Regions from separate parts of the Zea mays genome. Here region 1 is linked to region 2. Evidence: chromatin contacts called from public Hi-C data. All regions are on one chromosome and are shown on one strand. Each heading gives the region's core, a stretch centred on a gene start, on an enhancer-like site or on the middle of the called end of the contact. The rest is flanking DNA. Distances are from core to core; before and after follow the strand shown. Region 1 holds the start of LOC100285184 (zinc finger, C3HC4 type family protein). Region 2 holds the start of LOC100381864.

Region 1 (4,353 bases), core at 1,715-4,214, 240 kb before region 2:
AAAGGGCCTCTAGCGTAATGGTTAAGGCTTTCGAGTAGCAACTCTAGGTCTCGGGTTCGACCCCCCTCGAGGGGCGAATTTCTGGCTTGATTAAAAAAATCCCATCATTGTGCCTCGCCCGCTCCCGGGTTACGTCCTGCGCGCCACCCTCTGGATGGGCTGTTGCGAGTGGGCGGTGACGACCCACTAGTGATGGGGGCCAAGGTTCAGGAATTTTCTCGGTCGAGACCATGTTTCGGTCGCTTCTTAATACAATATCGGGAGGGCAGTCTTTCCCTCTCCAGTCGAGTAGAAAACCAAGCTGCAAATATTTTTAATCATGCATGATGCTTCTAAATAATGCAGCAAAGCGAAAGGGCCTCCAGCTTAATGGTTAAGGCCTCCGAGTAACACCTTCAGGTTTCAGGTTCGACCCCCTTTGGGGGCGAATTTCTGGCTTGGTTAAAAACCACTCGTTGTGCCCCGCCCGTTCCCGGGTTACGTCATGCGCGCCACCCTCCAGCCGGGCTGTTGCAGAGTGGACGGTGACAGCCCGCTGGTGATGGAAGCCAGGGTTCGGGGATTTTCTCGGCCGGGACCATGTTTCGGTCTCTTCTTAGTATAATACCGGGAGGACGGTCTTTCCCACTCCGGCCGAGTTTTTTTTAATAATGCAGCAAACAGAAAATTTGTTATGTATTTCTAGCTTCAGCTAAATCAATGAAATCTGGAAAAGAAAGTGAAAAAATGATTCAGCTCAAAATATGTCAATAGAGAATTACTGGATCTGTTTCCATGGTCTATAAAAGGCGTGAGTATCTCACCAGTTGCACAATAAAGAAGATTAGTGTGTGATCCCTAACAACCAGAAGTTGAAACTTCAATCTTAACCACCATCGATCTGGAGGAACATTTGCACGAAGAAAGAATGCAGCTCGACATTCAGTGCAATGTGAAAATGCAAAACCTTCCTGGGTAATGTGTTACAGACATACTAGGTTAGAGCCAACTAGACTAATAATGATGATTAGGAAGCATCTTTTAAGTCTGCAGTTTAGAGAATAGATGCTCTAGAATCCAGACCTTTGTTGATCTCCAGTTATCAAGACAGGACCTATGGACATACTTCTGCGTTCCCTTGCAACGGCAGGGCGCAATCAAGTCATCACCTACTCCGTGGCAGGTATGCAACAAAACAAACATGAATTAAATATTAAAAAATAACAAGGCATTTCAAATTCCTTAACAACTATCTATCTAAGAAAAGTTCTAATAGTCACCACTATTCTTAAGGCGTCGCCTAGGCAACGCCTAGGCGTCCAAGCGCTCGGGCAAAACTGGCCGCCTTGCTCGCCTTACCCGCCTAGGCGTCGCCTAGGCGCTAAGGCGGTTGTCTGCTGCACTTGCTCGCCTAGGCGCCTTAAGAACACTGATAGTCAAAGAGCAAACCTTCACTATCAAGGCAAATCCGGCATTGAGGAACGTCCTGAATAACAAGGTGAGTTTCTTCATTGGCATCGATATGTTCATTGTCGTTGTCATCATCAACGCTCACTGGGTTGATTTCACATGAGGCTAGATGCTCTGTTGATCTCTCTATCAGGTTTAGTTGTGAACTTGTTGACTGTGAATCTGACACTTCTGCATGATCACAATGGGGCACAAACTGCATCGTCTCTTCTGTTTGAGTGCCATGAGAAGCCAACTGCATGATAAACAGGACCCAAATCATAGCCAGACATCACCAAGCAAGCATTTTGTCAAGCATTTGATAAAAAAACCAGGTCCTGCAAGATAATATGTGGTAGGTAAGTCGTGTACCAATAAGTAGGATGTGCTGAAAGGTTAAAACTGATAAACTACATGTTAAAAATAAATCAATACCACATAAAAATCAAGCCAATTAGAATAAAATGCCCTCATGCACATAATCTATCACAATGATTTTAAGTATGGCTAGCTAGCTGAAACCTAAAGTTTGGTTGGGTCATCACTCATCAGGGATAATATCAGTCTCAGAATATGGAGATGATAAGTCATGTATATGTTAATCAGAGCATGGGTGCTTTTGCTTAGCTTGATATTTCAACCTTTACTCGGTAAAATGAACCAACATACTTGATAGCGAAGCCATTAGGTTCGAACGGTCGGTTTTGTGTTACTTGGTTTTAAAAGATTTGATGTCTGACTGTTCCGTCTGCTTTGCTGGGGCTGACAGGTAAAGCAGTAATATACGGTTCAATCCCATGTTGGGAGCCTATTACTATTGTTTATACTTTTGAGTTTTGATAAGGATCGGTGCACTAGATTTTGCCAGCCACACTACAAAATAAAGTTAGCTACTACTGTGGGGACCAGTGACCAAGGCGAGCCTGACCTCAACCCAGCCACAGCCAGCATCGATGGATATGGATGGAACCAGGAAAGGAGGGAATCGAATTCCAACAGTATATCTGCTCGAACCAAGTATCTCTAGCACATCACCATCTTATCTAGAACCACACAAAACCCCCACGGTTCCAGATACCCATATCCCAGTTATTACTGTCCCGATTCCCCCGCTACCTATGATGCAGCAGCGCCAATCCAGAGCCTTCAGCTGCTGGGTTAGCTACACATACATGCGCATGGGTCCGTCGAAGCGCCCTGCGGGACGACTGCTGACGAGAGTCGAGGAGCAGAGCAGAGCAGAGCAGAACGCGAATCGGCGACCCTAGACGCCGCGGTCGCGCGAGAGGACGGAAGAGGCGCGAGCGTACGTACCTCGTGCGCCCACGCGGGATGTGTCTCCCTCCAATGGGGGTGGGGGGATCAGGCAGAGGCGCGGCGGAGATCTGAGCGCCGGGCGAAGGTGACGAGATAGGAGACGAGCGGCCGGAGGTATGGTATGGTATGGTATGGACGGGTGCGGCCGGCGGGGGGGCGGCGGCGTCAGGTGTCTTGTTCTGGAAGGGAGGGATTCGAGACCGGAGACTTGGAGACGGGAAGATTGGGAATGGAAAGGGTTGGTTGGATTGTCCTGTTGCTCGTCTTGTACTCTTGTTCCCTGCTCCTTCTCCGTCCCGCCCTGCATTGACCTCGACGCGCTCGGTTTGATTTCTTTTTCTCTTTTTTTAAAAAATTTTTGGACCAAGCAGGGATGGCTAAGGGCCTGTTTCTGTTTGGATCTACCTCGGTTTTAAAAAAAAAAACTGATTTCTATACCTGATTTCTAGAAACTGGCTTTTAGATAAAAACTGCACAAAAGTGTTTGAATCAAAAGTTTTTAAAATTTGGTCTCTAGCTTCGACAATGACCGTTGTATCCTTGGCGGAATGCATGAGCAAGAGCGCAGGTCAGATCGATCTGCGGCCGCGCTGAAGGAAACGGAGGCCTGGGCGCTCCCACGAGATGACGAGATGCGTGGAGGAGTCGAGGAGACACGAGTAGAGATGGCAATAGATCTCGTTTCCTAATTCTTTACGGGAATTCATTAGGAAACGGGAAAGTTTTTTATCTCACAGGGATATAAATAGAAAAAAAATCTCTCTAGACCAATAAACGAGAATGGGTACGAGAAAGCATTTCTCATCCATTTTTCATATAGACCCCGTTAAATTTATATATGGTGATATTTTTTATATAATAGTTAATAATAAAAATAAATAATTATATTGTTAAGAGATTAGATGTTATATAAATATGTTTATTTTAATGTGCATAATGATTTTTTATATCTGACACTAATTTCCCGTTTCCATTCCTGGCGTGAGTGTTGCCTCCTGGGCGGTTACAACACGCCTGGATGTAGACCGGACGCCTGGGCGTGGAGTTGGCCGGATTGCTGCTCGGATGAACACGGGGAGGCCTGGGCGCGTGGAGTTGTTGCTCGCGACGGTGGCATTGTTTAGTAATTATTTTCCAACTCATTAAGGGTAGTACGTAATTAGCCAACCAAAACTGGTTTTAGTAAGGGTTAAACAGATTATTGATTTTTAAGAAACCAGGAAACAGGTTTTTGGAAATTGAATAAAAACTATACCTGTGTAAAGGCCTTCTAACTTTTAAAAATCAGTTTATAAGAAACTAGGCAAATCAAAATAGAACCTAAGCTAGTGGAAATAGCTAACAGCCCAACGAATATTGCGCAAGCGTGAAGTCTTCGTGAATCATAGAATCGTAGTCAGTGGCGGTCTGGCGGACATGAAGGGGCCCCTACTATGTTGATAAAACTCCATTGGCTATAGAGGTATAGTATAGATGAGAAAGAAGGAAGAAGAAAAATAGAGAAAAATGAGCCCTCACACTGTTGGAGAAAGAGGTGGAGGTTAGAGGAGAAGAGAAGAGAGGAAAAAAATGAGAGAAACATAAGTCCCTACCAGCTTGTTTTTGTCT
Region 2 (3,954 bases), core at 354-2,853:
GAATGATCAGGTAGACATGGCCGAAGAGGATGCAATCCGGAACGGCCTCTGTGCATTAAAGTTCCATCAAGTATTTATATTATCTGATCGCAAGAGCCGATGACTTGCATCGAGCTGAGTCCTTACTTCGGGAACAAAGTAGCTCATGAGGTCAATTGTTTCCAAAGTCTTCGCTGGTGCTTTTGGTTCGCCAAGCTCCACCAAAAGGCAGTGAGCATATGTTGAACACCAAAATGAGCGGACGGTTCGACCCTTGGGCCTGGACAGTCCGCGTGCCTCGGGATTAGATTAACTCAGGTGTTTATCTTTATCTTGTGCGTGGTTATCTATCTAATCACGTGGGAGTTGTTGGCTATCTCTTAGGGACAGGTCCAGACCTCCTCCCCTATAAATATAAAGGGGTACGACCGATTGAGAACCTCCGAACACATTCCAATCGAACCAATTACTTTATTTACTTTTCCTGCCCTAGGAGTAGATGTAGCGTAGTCCTAGTTGTAACCTTCCGTATATCCACCTCCCCCTATTCGACTCTACGTCGTCTAGATCTGTCTTGGGTGGCATGCCGATCCCAAGACCACCCTAGGATCTCACCCCTCTCGGGGGGCAAGATCTAGTTGTACACTCAAGACCTCTTCCTCGAATTGATCTCTTAATTCCTAGGTGACTCCGCGTTGTCTGGGAACGCCCCGGGTGACCTGTCGACCCGGAGCACCCTAAGATCTCTTCCCACAGGGAACGAGATCTAGATTCCAGCAAGGAAGACGTCCCTGTCGCCAGGTCGCGAACCGTCCGACCTAGAGCTGCGGACCGTCCGGTGTGACGCAAGGAAGACACCGCTCCTGCGCTCAGGTCGCGGACCGTCCGGCCCAGGGCCGCGGACCGTCTGCGCCGCCGCAGAGGGCACCGCCAGGCGGTACACCACCTAGTGATTGACGCTGCCTAGATCGGCGCCAACAGTACACTAATATTATAATGTATGTATAGCTACTATTACTGTATCGGTATTAGCTATTTTAATAACCTACAATTAGTATGTATATATCTTTGTCCGCCATGTCACTAGTACGATCTATGGGAAGGCTTTTTAAGGACGGCTGCACATAGTTTTTTTAGAGGGCTGAAAATATAAGACATATCTATAAATTGTTTTTCTAAAAAATGAATTAGTTCATGAAAAATTAGTTTGAGAGGAGCCCTTATTTTTTTTGCCTTATTTTCAAAAGTTTATTTAGAGTATCTCCAAGAGTCGTTCTAAATTTCACTCCCAAAATTACCATTTGTAGAATCATTTATATAAAAACCATCTTCTGTATCCTTTTAATCTCTAACAACTTTTCTATGTATTATTTGTTGCACTTCTAGCTGCTAGAGAGACATTCACGTTTTTTTATCTTTGACTAGTAGAAATTTAAAATAGAAGATAATTATATTTAGATAATTATTTAAATAATTTGTTGGAAGGTATTTTTTATAAAAATCTACACTCACGTTAATTAGGAAAAATATACTCTTCTAGTTGCTCTTAACAGATGTGTACGTTAGGTAGTTTTAATGGGAGGGGGCTTGTAATGATTAATTGATTATAATGAGGGGGTTAAACGCACTTTTCCCGCCCATACGCAAGGAATGGCCGGCGCCGTCTCCGTCTCCGCTCACCGGCGGCAATGGCGGTACACGTGGGAAGCCCTAAACCATCTTCCCCTCCTCCGCCTCTACCTCCTACCCCGCGCCGCGCTGCCCTTCCGCATCCCCTCGGACCTCCGCGCCGACCTCCGACTCCAGGGCTCTCTCCTCCACCTGTCCTTCTCGCTCCCCGGGGACGGGGCTGCCGTCGCGCTCAGGGTCCCCGTCCCGAGGGTGCTCGTAGACCCTTCCGCCCCCGTAGAGTGCCGCGCCGCCGCCGCGGGGGACCACCTCGAGCTCCGCCTCGCGCTCGTCCTGCCCGTCGACCACCCTGTCGTCGCCGCCGCGTTCCCTCCACCCCCCGGCGCGGAGCCTCCGGCTTCTCTAGCGCTGCGCGATGGTCAGTCATTCCTGTCCTGTCTCTGCGTTTGAACATAGGCTTGGCAAAGTGTTCGTTCTCTATCTGTTTTTTTCCAGATGAAATTGAATATGCATTTTTATTATTCGTTGTCATCGATAAACAGATTTGAAGAGTTTATCTACTGGAGACGTTCACTTGTATTGCAAAAATTGTTCGTCAAGGTTGACAAAACAGCCACTAAGGTATAGAGCATTCACGCCTTGTCACCTCTAGGCCTTGTTTGGCTGTACCTACCTCAATCCAAATGTGTTGGGGGCGGAACTTAAACTAATTTACATCTCAACCCGCCTCATGTGAATTGAGGTGAATACAAGAGTATCCAAACAAGGCCCTAGTTGGATCACACTTTGTTGTAATCTTCAGTAGTCAGTTTATGCTTAGCATGTGTATCCAGCGGAGATTTGTAGAAACCTATCCTGCTTAAATCATATGTCTGGACTGATTACTACTGGTTCACACCTGGCACCATTAGACAATGGCATTCGAGCTAATCTGCACATCAGTGTGATTCTAACTTAAAGTGGATTAGCTGCCCCCCCTTCTGCACAACCAATGCTGTTCTTATTTACATGTGCCTTAAAGATTCCCTGCACTTTTGTATGTTAGCCTTCGATTGTTCTGGCTCTGTTGTTTATTATTCCAGAAGCATCTGAAGTTTACTCCCAGAATTCTAATTTGTAGAATCACCTGCAATCTGCAGACTAGAGTCAGATTGCTTGTATCTTCCACCAAAAATGGATGTTGATAATCCTAGAAATCTTATTGCGAATAGTAATGCGAGGTTATTACAAATTTTGGCTACTTGTGGGCTGGTGTATATTGGTTGGCTTTTTCTCATGATTTTCTGTCAATATATTTTAACACTAGACGAGAACCTGGGTGAAAACTTCTCACTATGTACAAATTTGATTTCGGCATTATATTGGTGCTGAGCATAACAATCTTGATTCCCTTTTTTCCAGGAAAATCATGGAAATGCCATCTGTAGATTGGGTAGATGTGGCTGACAATTGGGTTGGTGGATGTTGCACCTCATTTGGTGGTGCAGGCGAGAAACTTGTATCTCAGTTTATTAGGGCATATGGTCGTTTAGAAGGAACAAGTCTACTGGATGCAACTTCCATTACTGTAGAAACAGACAATCTTGAAACAGATTTAGTGTCTCAGGTAGCTTGTTCAGCACTTAGTAGACATTTTGTTGCTATAAAAGAAGATATATTTAATGTTAGTGTAGAAAAAGATCATACCACTGGGAAGATAAAGTTGAAGAATTCAGAAGAGCAAGCAAATATCACAGCTACTCATGCACAACCACCTATTATTTTGGAAGAGGGGCCTAGTGTTAGTTGTAGTGAAACAAACGGAGTCACTCAGACTAATCAGCCTGGCATTTCTCAGACAGAAGCTGATACTGATGCATACTTTGAGAAGTCTGAAAATGACTGTTGTGTTGAGAAAGTGGGGAAATCTAAGAAAGAGGTTGATTTGTTGCTGGTAGATCCATGCCGTTGCTGTTGTGTCAATGGATACAGTGAGAAAGCTGAAGATAACCCTTCACAGTTGTCCTTGGTCAATGAGAAAAAGCAGAATATGTTGGAGATTAAAAGAGATTACAAATTAACAAAAACTATTTCTCTTGGTAGTAGCTTCATTGTTAAAGCATCTAACCTTTTGAATGATTTTGAGTGGGTTGAACTTCTCTGTGGTCAATGTTCATCACCTCTTGGCTCATACCCTTCTCAGTGTTCGCTTGGTCCAGCTGATGGCCGCCTACGACTCTTCAAGTGCTACACATCTACAGAAATTCCTGTAACAGGGCCTCATGATGTGTTTAGGTAACTTCCTGCACTGCTTCTTAATCTTGAGATAGATGTTAAAGCTTCAATCAGTGTTCTTGTTATATTGTA

Evidence for each region. Hi-C and Micro-C count contacts between places; a contact is called where the count stands out from the background.
Region 1: a Hi-C map of bundle sheath shows a contact between it and region 2, with 2.8 times the contacts expected there. The contact joins the promoter of LOC100285184 here to the promoter of LOC100381864 in region 2. A contact is called at or near these places in 8 of 25 Hi-C or Micro-C datasets (bundle sheath, ear, endosperm and 3 more).

The regions. Positions count from the first base shown.
Region 1 is chr5:76,957,035-76,961,387 of Zm-B73-REFERENCE-NAM-5.0, reverse strand. It overlaps LOC100285184 (zinc finger, C3HC4 type family protein), which reads right to left and starts at 2,964. Exons shown (of 8, transcript NM_001158078.2): 1 at 2,743-2,964; 2 at 1,429-1,766; 3 at 1,063-1,148; 4 at 804-950. The coding sequence starts at 1,711.
Region 2 is chr5:76,716,375-76,720,328 of Zm-B73-REFERENCE-NAM-5.0, reverse strand. It overlaps LOC100381864, which reads left to right and starts at 1,603. Exons shown (of 5, transcript NM_001361549.1): 1 at 1,603-2,026; 2 at 2,151-2,229; 3 at 3,010-3,882. The coding sequence starts at 1,630.